3 separate regions of the Zea mays genome follow, and all the other regions are linked to region 1. The links are chromatin contacts, called in public Hi-C maps. All regions are on one chromosome and are shown on one strand. The core of a region is the stretch at or near the end of the contact, and the rest is flanking DNA. Distances in the headings are between cores, read along the strand shown. Region 1 holds the start of LOC100194129. Region 2 overlaps LOC541705 (pyruvate dehydrogenase 2). Region 3 holds the start of LOC100383138 (putative ARF GTPase activating domain protein with ankyrin repeat-containing protein).

Region 1 (4,225 bases), core at 408-2,907:
AGTAGCACGAAGTCATGTGCAGCACACTTTTTTTCCACATCAAGATAGCAACGCTTCTTCAGAAAGGTACGTATAGTTCACATCATTGCTAAAGGAAACACATATATCTTCACCCACACAATTTGTCCACACAATTTGTGCATTCAACAAGTCTAAAACAACAGGTCCGTGAACCTTTACCGAAGCTACAAGCTCTCTGTGAAAAAAACTGAACCATAATTGCAGAGAACAGGAAGATCAATTTAATCTCAAATTCTCTACTGAAAGCTACTGTGAGTGTGGCCGTTCTGTCCTCCTGGCTGAAAAAACCTAGGAAAGCAGAGGAAGAGCCATAACAAGTTCAGAACCAAGGATTTCTCTACCTGGTGATCTGAAAAAAAACACAGGCATGTAAATCGATGACCTTGGAACTAGCACATACGGTAATCTACCCACTCACCCACCCGAGATCTTGACTGCATTTCTCGGTCTGGTTGATATGTAGAATGTATAGGAAGTGCTGCAAATTTGTTTTGTATTGTTAGGTTTGTTAAACGAAGGGCGTAATATTTTACCGCCATGTAATGTTAAATGAGTTAAATCATGTGTAAGACCACCGAACTGAATAAGGAGAGTTACATGCAAAATTGACCGGAAATAGGTTGGTTTTACTATATATATATAAGTAATATAGGAGTGCTAATAAAATATGTTGTTTTTTCGTCTCACAACGGGTGTTTGTCTGTCTTGAAATTTACCTGGGTGGGCGGCACCGAGGGCGCAGCGCAGTCCCAGAGCAGTTGTTCGTCGGTATCACCCACCCGGTCGCCGCCGCCAATGAGGTCGCTGCAGTTGGCGGACGCCATCATGAGCAGGGACGTGTACGGCAGAGGCACCTCCTGCGGCGCGGCGGGAGGAGGATGAGCCGGCACCGGCAGCGCCGCGGGGGGCGCCATCTTGCCCGACGGCAGGCGTCCGCTGGAAGCCGCGGAGGTGCGGCGAGGCGTGCGCGGGCTCAGATCCGAGTGCGGGTGCGCGTGGGACGTGTCCGCCTCGTCGCGCCGCGCCATCTCCGCGAGCTGGTCGCACAGCGCCTCGCCCCTGAGCGGGCGCGCGCCGGCGTCGGGGACGGGCACCCGCGGTGGGTCGCACGGCACGTAGAGGTCGCGCAGGTCCGTGTCGGCCACCCCCACCCCCAGCACGGAGTAGTCGAGCACCGAGAGGAAGGGGTCGTCGTCGTCGCCGCCGTCGCCGTCGTCGCCCACGGCCACGGCCGCGCGGCGGAGGTCGAGCCCCCATGACGCGGCGAGCTCGGCCGCCGAGGGGCACCCCGAGAAGCCCTCAACCGACACGCGCGCCGCGGAAGCGGCGGCGCAGCCCTCGCAGCAGTCCGCGCAGAGGAACGCCGGGTCGGCGCCGAGGGAGACGCGCGCGGCGGCCGGGCGCGCGGCGCACCCTGCGCAGAGCGGCGCCCGCACGTGCTTCCGCGAAAGCGCGTTGGCGGCGTGCACGTGGCGGTCGCACGCGACGCAGAGGCGCGCGGCGTCCGCGCGGCAGTGCAGAGCCGCCGCCGCCTCCCCGCAGTAGTCGCACGGGCACTGCTGCCCGTCCGCTCCTCCCCCGCCGCAGCTCTTCATCTCTCACGCCGCCACCAACCTACCCGACGAACTGACACACACACAGAGGGAAGAGAGAGCACAAAGCCCGCGCACGTGGACCACGAGGCGCACCAAACCGAATCGCTGGGGCCGGACCAGCCGACGAGTAAAAATGGCGAGAGGCGAGCGTTCGCTTGCTCGCGACTTCGCAATAAGCAGCAACGAGGCGGAGGCGGGGACCGACTCACCACGCGCCGCAGAACAGCGGATACCTCCCGCTCCCCACGTGTCAGCCGTAGGTGAGGTGGCAGGTCGGCCCCGGGCGGCAGCGGCGGCGGTGGGGGCTGTCGGAAAATATCTCGCCCGAACCCGGCTCGCCGCTGAGCTGGCGCGGCGGGGCTGGGGAGTTCGTACTATTCGTAGTGAGGGTCCAGTGGGCCACCAGGTTATGGGCGGTGGATGGATGAATGGAAGCATGGATCTAGACATGGAATTATTAGGTGAAATTTAATAATCTAAAATAGACATGTATATAATTTGATGTCAATCTACGTTATTAAATATTTTATAAAAATAAAATTATTTTATGTATTTTTGCTCACTACAATGAAAAGATGAAAATTAGTCTGAATCTTTATACATACCAGAATTTTATATCTAATCATTTAAAAAGTATAGTATACATTTAAGATTTACTTTTTATGAATCTTAATAAGTTCAATACTAAAAATAAGAACACAGATTTACGTAGTAAATTTTGTATTTTATTTATTCGTAATAGAAAAAGAAGTAAAAAATCAGTATCCAAATAAATATCTGAATCTATTCCTGGATAAATTCAATCGGTGGTGACCCGACGTAGATGACAATGGTTAACCTCCTCTCATATGGACAACAGACGTATCAGACATTGAGCGCTGCAATTTGACACACGAGATAAGATGTTCCTTGTTCATTTGTCACGAGTCATGTGAGGTGACCTTGCTCGTAAAAGAAAAGGTTAAGACCCCTTTGAAACGGGTCACAGAAATTATACATAAAAAATACAGGAACCTAGTTCTCGCGTTGCAAATGAGTGCCCTAAGTGATTTCCTAGGCACATGCATGACACCACACAACATGGAGCGGAGGATGTGATTTAAAGCTTCCGTCCTATTTTTTTAAATATGATATTTCATAACTTTCTAAAGTTTATATATAAGCATATCTTAAATTCGAAGGATGGAAGATGGAAATTGATTCTATAGATTTATATGATACTTTTCTAATGTACACCTTATAACACATTATTCTACTTACTTCTCTATGGCATAAGTACAGTGTATAACTATCTTTTTTATATGATTTTGGATAATATAAAATATGTTAAATTGGTTAGTTTGTGTATAAATTATGGTTATTAGAATATAATTCAATTCCAACGAAATAATCGGGACCTCAGAGTTTTTCTCCATGCCCTACCAGAGCATAATATATCCGGAGGGGTTTGCTACCCCGGCCAAGAAAAAAACACAGTTTTTGAAATATTACAGTATACTTTAGTCGTGATAATATCATAGTTTAAAATACTGTAGTTTTTTAAACTTAAGGTCCAGACCTAAGTTTAGAATACTTTAAAACAACTACAGTATTTGCAATACTTTAGTTTTAAAAACGAAGATTTTAGCTAGCTTGCCAAACACCTTCCTGTATATAAGATTCCAGTGGTTTTCTAAAACAATGAAAAAAACTTTACTCCAAAACACCCCTAAATCTCTTTAGGATTCGTATTATTTTTTAGAGTAAGCAATCCTAGAGAACGTCATTTGAATAAGATATTTAGTTATATATGAGAGGTTTTCTCTCCCTAGGTTAGTGGCTTTATTAGAGCACCTAGAGGAGGTGAATAAGTGATCCTGTAAATTTTACTCAAAGCAGCACAAACTTGGTCCATATTATGGGTTAGTATAAATAAAACCAAGTTTGAGAGTAGAGAGATGGAAGATGAGAACTCTTCACTTCATTGCTCTCTTGGGATGAGTATTAAACTAGTAGCAATATTCCAAGTGAATATGAGAACTCAAGAAGACAATAATCACAATAAAGTAATGAGACAAGAGACACAATAATTTTTACCGTGGTTCGGCCAATGTCTACTCTATGTTATGGTGACATCCTTTGGTCAAGGGTTGCACTCAACCCCTCTCAAGTGATCCAAAGATCAAACTTGAGTGTTACATATGTCTTCCTTATAACTCAATCCCGTTTATGAGGAATCTCCACATGTTGGAGTCTCTCACGCCTTACACAAATGATCTTAATAAAAAACGGAGTAAGGGAGGGAGTAGAGTACACATGCAAGAGCACAATCGCATCAACAACATGCACACAAGTCAAAGAGAGAGAGCACAATAACAAAAACGATAGAGTTGTAGCTCAGAAACGCGCTCAAATCTCTCAAACACTTCAAACAGTGTGGTCGCAGAGTCTCGGAGTCGTAGTGTGCTCTAGGAATGTTTGCTGACCGACAGAGGCGCCCAAGGGCCACTTTTGTAGCCTCAAGGACCAATGGAGTCGTTGCCTTCTCCACAAGGAAGCTGAAAAACTTCCCTGTCTACGAGCTCACCGGACAGTCTGGTGCGCCACTGGAATCCCGGTTGCCAACGGTC
Region 2 (4,157 bases), core at 541-3,040, 150 kb before region 1:
GTACTAAGACTTAGAAACATACCTTTGCTCTTGATTTGCACTTTGTTCATCCATTGCATAAATTCACATTTTAAGCACTTGAGTTGGCACTCAATCACCAAAATACTTAGAAATGGCCCAAGGGCACATTTCCCTTTCAGATGGTAACTATCGAGTTGCCTTGGTTTGGCAATGATGAGCAATGATTTTCATTCCCTTACTTGCCCTCGCATTTCTCCCCCATGGATCCACTATATTTCCCTGTCCATAAAACCAGCTCTTAGTATGGCTTTCCTTGTCCAACCTTGTCTATCATGAACATAGTTGACCTAAGAAATTAACATGCATATGGCGCCACCTTGGATGTAAGGATTGGCTCTGCCTCAGAATCTGTAACATGAGTTGTTCCCTTTTTAAAGGGCGTACCCAGTGCCGTAGGCTTCCCGCACTGTGCGGGGTCTGGGGAAGGGTATCTTTAAGCGCCAAGCCTTACCCGCATAATATGCAGAGGCCGGGGCTCGAAGTTGTTCCCTTTTTAAAGTGTAACTTTATTCTATTGCGATTTTCACAAAAAGAAAACAAGAAACCGAATTCTCTAGTTGGTGATTCTGGTTGCATTCTCATGTTTTGTTATTTTTCAGGCCGCTGATATACTGGCCAAGGAAGGTATCAGTGCCGAGGTAATTTGTTTTTTATTTCTTCTAAACTACAGCCTTGTGCTGTCAGATCTCATTTTCCCTGGGAGTCCAGTCGTTGTCTTATTCTTTAGTAATTCTCTGTTCAGGTAATCAATCTTCGCTCAATTAGACCGCTGGATAGAGCTACTATTAATGCATCTGTGAGGAAAACCAATAGATTGGTAACCGTAGAAGAAGGCTTCCCTCAACATGGGATTGGTGCGGAAATATGGTCGGCCACTCTCCCTCCCTCCCTCCTTCCCAATGTATAATGTATAGTCTGCGTCTCTCGTAATGGGTTGAAATGTGCCTTTGCAGCATGTCTGTTGTAGAGGACAGCTTTGAGTATCTTGATGCACCAGTCGAGAGGATTGCTGGAGCTGATGTGCCCATGCCGTACGCTGCCAACCTTGAGAGGATGGCTGTTCCACAGGTCCGTACTGGTCCTTTCGCTTTCATTTATGTTTGCATACGGATTTGTGGTTACACAACTCTTGTTGCCGGACTAGTAGCACTTCAAGAAAAGAAAAAAAAATACTGCTGCGCTGAAATTCCAGTCCTCTTGCATACATGGATTTATTGTGACCTGCATTGTGTACAATTAATGTTTGGTTTGCAGTACTCGACATGGTAGGGTAGAAAAGCCAATTTAGGTGATGAAACAATGGATCTTTTGTTAATAGCCGAATTAACAGACAAAGGTCATAGGTGTGTCAAGCACATGAGAGTCCAGTCATGGTTGCATGTGTGAGAGTTGTAGCAGACAGTTAACTGTCTCTTTAGAAAATACGTATAGTACTCCCTCCGATTTTTAAATATATGATTTTTTAGGAAGCTAACTAGTTGAACAATGAACTAATTAGCCTGTCTTGAACATCATTAATTCAAGGACAGGGAGTAGTAGGGGCTACTGTGTACACTCTCTGATAGGTGCACTGCATCTCCACCATGATGCCACAGGGAGATGCAAATATTTCTTTCTAGGATAGGATTTTGGAGCCTTGGCTGGGAAAAGGTGAACGTGGTAGCTGTGATATTAGCCTGTGGCATTGAAAGCAGGCTCACCGCTCACGCGATTGATCATTTATCGGTGTCCCCTTTTGACTCTTTGCTATTGCCACACCTGCAGGTCGATGACATCGTCCGGGCAGCCAAGCGTGCTTGCTACAGGGCAGCAGTACCGATGGCAGCAACCGCCTAGTCCAGCAGAACCCTGCATGTTGCATTTCTTTGTCTAATTTTAATGTCCGTGCTGCAGAAAGACGTGTCACATAATGGTGTGACGAGTACCCACTGCCGCTGCAACTCAACTATAGCATGAGCTGAGTTTTTGTAGAGCCACCGAGAGGTGTTCAGTACTCCAGTTCCAGTTCCGCTTATCTTCGCCGCCGCAGCCGGAAGGCTGCGCATGACTCTGCGTCTGTTTTATGGTTCACGAATGATTGCAGATTTGCAGCAGAGCCTCTGGAGATGAGAATTTTACTTGTGGCGAGATGTTGTGAGTAACTTGTATTCAGAAGGGGGAACTCTCAAGAGATCCTCAAGTCGTGATTCCAGTTGCGGCTTTCTTGATAGTAACGTACTCCCTCTGTTTTTTAGTTGTCGCTGGATAGTTTAATTTTGCATTATTCAGTGATAACTAAAACAAAACGGATGGAGTACGTATTTACCATGCTAGTGCTAGAGGATCTTTTGTTCCTCTGCAGGGTGCAGCAGTCACTGCGTGTGGCCCTGAGCACCCCCGTCTGTCCACTCACCAGCCATGCAGTCGACCGCAGAGGATCCGAATCCATCCGAGACTGGAAGCGAGCATGGTTCGGTCAAAGCCTTGAAGGTGAGGCGTCAAATAATGGCGGTGTGCGGTGTCCGAGAGTGACGCGTCCGGGCACGTCCACTCCTCGCTTGAAGACGTGTCCAGCCGACATGTATGGTCAGGCGGAAGATTCTATTCTATCTCTATACGATGCACAGGTGTTGGTATGGGTGCGGTGTAGAACTATCCCAGACCCATACAGAGAAAGAGCAGAGACGTCAGAGAGCCATACATGTGCGGTGCAAGTTGCGGGCTTGTGTGTCTGGTCGAGGTCGATCTCCTCCCCCATGACCAATTCCTCGCCTCACCTGGTCACGGCTCAGCGCACGCGTTGAGTACGCGAGAGGGGTATCGCTTGCCGTCAACCGCCGCCGGACTGGCGGATGGCGTTGTGGATCAGGCAGCGGTTCCTTGGGCACTTCGTCACCCGTTTATCTGCGCGCCTCTAGCTTTGGACATATGGTGGATAGATTGATGCCTCCTCGTCCATCATTCCATCCTTTGCCTTTTGGCCGCTACTACGCCGCCCGTCAAATCAAACGAGCCGGCAGGAAGGGACAGGCGCAGAAACCGAGACGATTTACGAATCAGATGCCATCTTTAAAACAATAAATAAACTAGAGGAAAATTTTCTCTAGGAAGCATACTCCATTTCTTGTTAGGTGTCGCTACCGCATTCGTACTAGTCACATTTTTTAGCTTGTAAAAAAATACTAGCAACATTTATATCTCTAAATAAGTTTATTATAAAAATGGATTTAATGATCTATCTAATAAAACTAATCATATAGCATAACTATGAATATTTTATTGCATATCTATATATAGCTAAAATTGACAGAAAATGAGAACGACAATTAAAAAGGGACAGCTGATGTATCCATGTTAGACTTTGTGCCATCGCTCAACGAGATCTATTTCTTCTAACAGTTTGGATCACATACGGCCCCTATAATAAATATGCATATACACGTTCTACCTTATGAGCACAAGCAAAAGAATCAGATGGGACGAGATTGACACCACGCCTAGCTATTGACGAGCATGGCTTCTACCACTCAAAAACCAATAATATTGAATCATGAAACAAATGCTAGAATACGCTATCTCTAGCACCCACGTCCGATCAAGACCCAGGTCAGGTGGGTAGTTTGCGTTAGAGTGCGGTCCTAAAATTTAAACCAAATCAATTTGAGTTCTCCTAAGTTCATGATATTTATACCTTCAGATATATCCGCTATTAAAATGTACTCAAAGGCAAATCTAAATATAGACCATGGTTCAGACCTTTAGAGCTAATTGGCGGTCAACTAACAAGTTGATAGCTGATTTTTAGCGAGTTGGAGCGTCTAATAACTATTTCAGAGGTGTGACTAACAATGAGTTGATCTATTATTTAACTTGTTCTAAACTTCTTAGCTAATTTTAGCTGCTAACTATTAATTTAGAACCTGGCCATACCTTTTCAATGTCATAAATATTAGTATTTTTATGTATTTACTTAAATCACATCGTTTCACTTCTAAAAAAATGAAAATCGAACTCTCTTGCTTAAAAGAAACGGAGAGTACTGCTGCTAGCTCAAACAATTTCAAAGGAAGAACTAGAGACCGCAGCTCGCACTCGCAGTTCGAGAAACGGAAAGAAAAAAAAGAGGGAGAGAGAAATGCAGGTTATGGGGAGATGGA
Region 3 (4,180 bases), core at 664-3,163, 210 kb after region 1:
TCACTGAAACAAAAGGGCATATCAGCATATGGCGCAGGGAGTGACTTACAGCTCAACCATACTCCGGATTACAAAATAAATGCATGGGCAATGGATGGTTACTTACGTATACTTACGGCAACCTTTATGGAACTTCAAACATCTCTCTCTCAGCAATTCAGCACTCTCCTCAAGTGATTGTATCTTTTTCAAATGAACAAAAAGATGCATACAATTAGTCATCAATCCAAGAAAACAAAGTTTCATTCAAGACTGCAACCAGTAAGGAAATTCGTTTCTTCCACATTGATAAGTAAAGCTTGAATGTAAAACATACAAATCCTGCAAAGGCCTTCTAAATTGGACAGTTCATAAAATATCTACTTGAAGGAGCATTTTTTACACTGTTCAACCGAAAATTTCAGAAGTGCTGTGCAAGTTCATTAACGCACTCAAAAAAAACTACTGGGAGCGTTCTCATTTCATTTTAAAGCCGTCAAAACAAACAATGGGGAATATATGAAGCAAGGCTTGCCTACTTTTATGAAATGAAAAGAGAAGAGACCAAATTATTTAGGGAAAATAATGCAGGAACAGAAAACAGAAGATTCACCGACAAAACCATTGTGTTAGTTCCATGATTACTGAAAAGCTAAAATAATTGAGAAGTAAGCATGAACTTGGACTGAAACGGATAAACCAGCTGACCTACACCATAACTTATTCCAAGAAGCACATCTGCTTTAGTGAGAAATTGAAACCCAACTGCAGAAAATAAATTAAACTGCTTCAAACCTCATTCTTTTAATTGGTAAGTAGAATTCACATTGTGCGTCAAGTTAGTGTCAGTGTACGACAAAAGATATGCAGCAGACAGAGATGTGCCTACAGCCGCAGCACTATGCAGCATTAGTTCGTGATGCCCGTTCATAGAATGGGGAAAAAAGGCCAGCTTTGAAAATAAACCAAGCTAATTCCGGACCACTCGTTGTGGTGCCATGGGAAAAAGTCGCAAAAATAACGCCAAAGAAGAAACCAACCTGACTAATTGACAATTCAACAACATGGCCGTACGATGCAGACGCACATCACACATGCGCGCGCGCGCACGGTAAAAACTAGTACAGTAGATGCGACGATAGAGAGAGGTCGTAATAAAACACATGCCGATCCACGGGAGGGCAAAATCACGGCCACGGGGGAGGAATTACGCTTTCCACGTGCATTCACAAACCAAACGAGCAAACAAACGAGGAGATTCCGGGCACGCGCCGCGCATCAGCCGTGCAGAGAGGAGAAGCAGCGGCGTCGAGTCAGCGACGTTCCCCTTCCCGCAGCCCACCACGGGCCATGTGCAACACCGCCGCCAAGGAGGTAAAAAAAAATGGGGGCGGAGACACGCGCGCACGCATCAAACCTGCCCAGCTGGCCGGTACCCAGCGCGGCAGAATCCAGGAACCCGTACGAACGAATCCAGGCAAAAGGTGGCACGCGCCCACGCACGCGCGGGGACGCTAGGGGCGGAGATCCGCCGGGATCACGTACGACGGTGCGGCTCTCACCTGCGTCCGGAACATGGGCGAGTCATCGAGTTTGGCGAAATACATGGCTGCCGCCGCCGCCGCTAACACAGTCACCGCCGCCGCCGCCTCCTACCAGCCCATCCGCGGGCACGCTGCGGCGCTCTCTGGCCGCCGGCTGTGGCTTCCTCCGTCCGACCGACCGACCGCCAGCTGCGGGGAGGGGAGGACGACGGGAGGGAGAAGGTGCGGTGGCAGCGGGATCGTCGCGGCAGGGCGGGGAAGGGAATGGCGGCGATCTGGGCGCGCGGGGGGCGGGGGAATTGGTCGGGTGGCTCGGCGAGAAGCGAGGCGAGCGAGGAGGGGAGCGAAAGGGGGAGGGAAGGGAAGGAGAGGAGTGGAGCCTGGTGCGAGGTGGTGGAAATGCGCAAGAGGAGGGAGGGATGGATGGAAAACGCTGCATTGAGTCCCACTCTCTCTCTCTCTTAGTTCGGAGAGGGAAGACTGGTAGTAACTAACTGGCGAGTCCAAATTATAACGATTATTTACGGTGGGGCCGGGACGCAGACACTGCTAGAATCCAGCGAGATTGTTTTTTCTGCAAGGAGCCGGCAGAAAATGCGGAATTTTATTTTTTTTAAAACAAAAACAATTGAAACGCGCATGTTTAATTCCGTCGTCAGAAATGATGCCCTAATGATGGCGTTCTGTCGCCGTTAACTAAAGCGCGGTGGACCAGGAGTCAGTGGCAGCCTGACAAATGGACCGGTTGGTGATCTGCCAATTTCGTCGCTGCGTTTTGACGACTGCTGTTTTCAGAACAGAACAAGAAAGTGAGTGCGTCACTGTCGCGTCGACTGGGCGCTGGGCCGGCCCCGGACGAACCCGCACCACCGTGCACTGTGCGGTATATGTCTTGTTGGATGACTAAACTCTACTCGCCACTCGACAAGCTAAAAAGAGGCTCGGCTCAACTGGCTCTCGGTTGACTCAGTTTAAACTGAGCTACACCTTAAGGCTGAGTCCAGTGCACAGCCTCCCTCTCGCCCCTGCCACATCAGCTCTCGCCTTCACTCTCGCCCCTGCTGCTCCAGTGCACAGGCTGCAGCAGGCTACAGCCTCAGGCTATAGCCACATCAGCTTTTCTATTTCAGAATTAAGTAATTCACGCGGATTTATTTTAACGCTTAGAAATCACACAACATAATACTTTTTATTGAATTAAAAACTACAAAGTGCATAATAATTTATAGATGAAATTTGTGATTTTTTTGTATTTTTTTCAAATTTTTTGGAGTCCAAACGGTAAAAAACGGTTATCACACGTGGCGCTGATGTGGCCAGCAGAACCAATCGGAAGCCGCCACCTCGCTCTCGCCCCACACTCTCGCCCGCACGCCGCCCGCGCCAGTGCGTAGCCCGCCTCACCGCCTGCCTCTCGCCCGTCTCTCGCCCGGGCGCGCGCTCCAGCGCGGGCGAGAGCGAGGCGGTTTCGCCTGCTCTCGCCGAGCGCGAGCGGCGTCGCCCGGAAACGCTCTCTCACCTGGCTCTCGCCTTCGGTCGGGCGAGAGGAGCGCCGTGCCGCCCGTCTTGCAGCCTGCGTTGGCACCAGCCTAATAAGTACTTCCTCCAGTTCTAGTATACAAGACGTAACCCTTCTGCTTTAAAAAACAAGAAATATATTTAGTTCTCTCTATATCACTGCATCGATATAGGTATACATAAAGAAAACACGTCTTATATTATGGGACAAGAATAAAAAGTGGTTACGTCTTATATTATAAGACGGAGAGAGTAATATTGTATTGTACGGTAACCTAATAGTATATAAATATAAGATACATAGTCATCATTCAATATTATCAATAATCTAAATTTTAAATTGACATATATCCATCATCAAAGACTAAGATTAAGGAACAAGTCTGATATTTATAAAATTATTTAATATCTATTATTATTTTATAGGTTGATTAATTTAGCATAGCTCGTGAACCAACTCGGCTCGTTACACAACGAGCTCAAAAACTCTCGAAAACTTGGCTCGACTCGGCTCGATTTTTTTCAGCCCTAACCACAGCTACAGGCTACAGCTAGGTCTCATCTTCGTCGTGTTTTTTAACAACTGTGCGCATGATGTCCGTGAAGCCTTGTTCCCGCCTAGGGATGGCAACGGATCGGATTCGAATCGGATATTGCAAATATCCGTCTGCAACCATATCCACGGTTGTAACCAATATCTGCTCGTGTCCGTACCCGCGGGTAGAAATTTATATCCATGCCCATGCCCATCGGATTTCGGACAGGTTTCGGATATCCATCGGATATGACAGACACAATCATTTATTCAACAATTCAATAGCATAATTAGTCAAATTTCTTCTCAATTCGTCATCATACACAATTAAAAATTAATAAAAGAATTATTATGGGCATGTGGGCCTCAGTTAGGAACACTAGAGCTTGGAAGGGTCAGCTGTCTGTGTTGATATGGTCTATGAGACTTGGAAAGGGCCATGGGGCACAGCGCAGGAAGCCAGCAAGGCTATAAGGGGCAGCCAACAGTGAGAAATTGGGAGCGTTAGGTGTGGGGTTTATGGTGTTAGGATTTGTTCTTTGATATGTAATATGGGCTAGGCCAAAAATACATTATGGGTCGGTTTCGAATATCCAACGGATAA

Evidence for each region. A called contact is a pair of places that touch in the nucleus more often than the background predicts.
Region 2: a contact with region 1 is called in a Hi-C map of bundle sheath, with 5 times the contacts expected there. The contact joins the enhancer-like site here to the promoter of LOC100194129 in region 1. A contact is called at or near these places in 3 of 25 Hi-C or Micro-C datasets (bundle sheath, leaf mesophyll and tassel).
Region 3: a contact with region 1 is called in a Hi-C map of tassel, with 3 times the contacts expected there. The contact joins the promoter of LOC100383138 here to the promoter of LOC100194129 in region 1. A contact is called at or near these places in 4 of 25 Hi-C or Micro-C datasets (bundle sheath, ear, endosperm and 1 more).

The regions. Positions count from the first base shown.
Region 1 is chr1:199,886,885-199,891,109 of Zm-B73-REFERENCE-NAM-5.0, forward strand. It overlaps LOC100194129, which reads right to left and starts at 1,658. Exons shown (of 4, transcript NM_001367557.1): 1 at 738-1,658. The coding sequence starts at 1,616.
Region 2 is chr1:199,740,226-199,744,382 of Zm-B73-REFERENCE-NAM-5.0, forward strand. It overlaps LOC541705 (pyruvate dehydrogenase 2), which reads left to right. Exons shown (of 14, transcript NM_001111444.2): 11 at 621-659; 12 at 764-888; 13 at 975-1,089; 14 at 1,786-2,229. The coding sequence ends at 1,857. Among protein-coding and RNA genes, the nearest start is that of LOC541705, 15 kb to the left of the region's middle. Within about 2 kb of position 1,791, at least 19 of the 20 cell types and tissues checked have an H3K27ac peak or open chromatin away from gene starts, as enhancers often do. A contact at or near this core is called in bundle sheath, leaf mesophyll and tassel, where this site is marked.
Region 3 is chr1:200,095,863-200,100,042 of Zm-B73-REFERENCE-NAM-5.0, forward strand. LOC100383138 (putative ARF GTPase activating domain protein with ankyrin repeat-containing protein) reads right to left here and starts at 1,914. Exons shown (of 19, transcript NM_001175804.1): 1 at 1,542-1,914; 2 at 107-183; 3 at 1-3. The coding sequence starts at 1,586.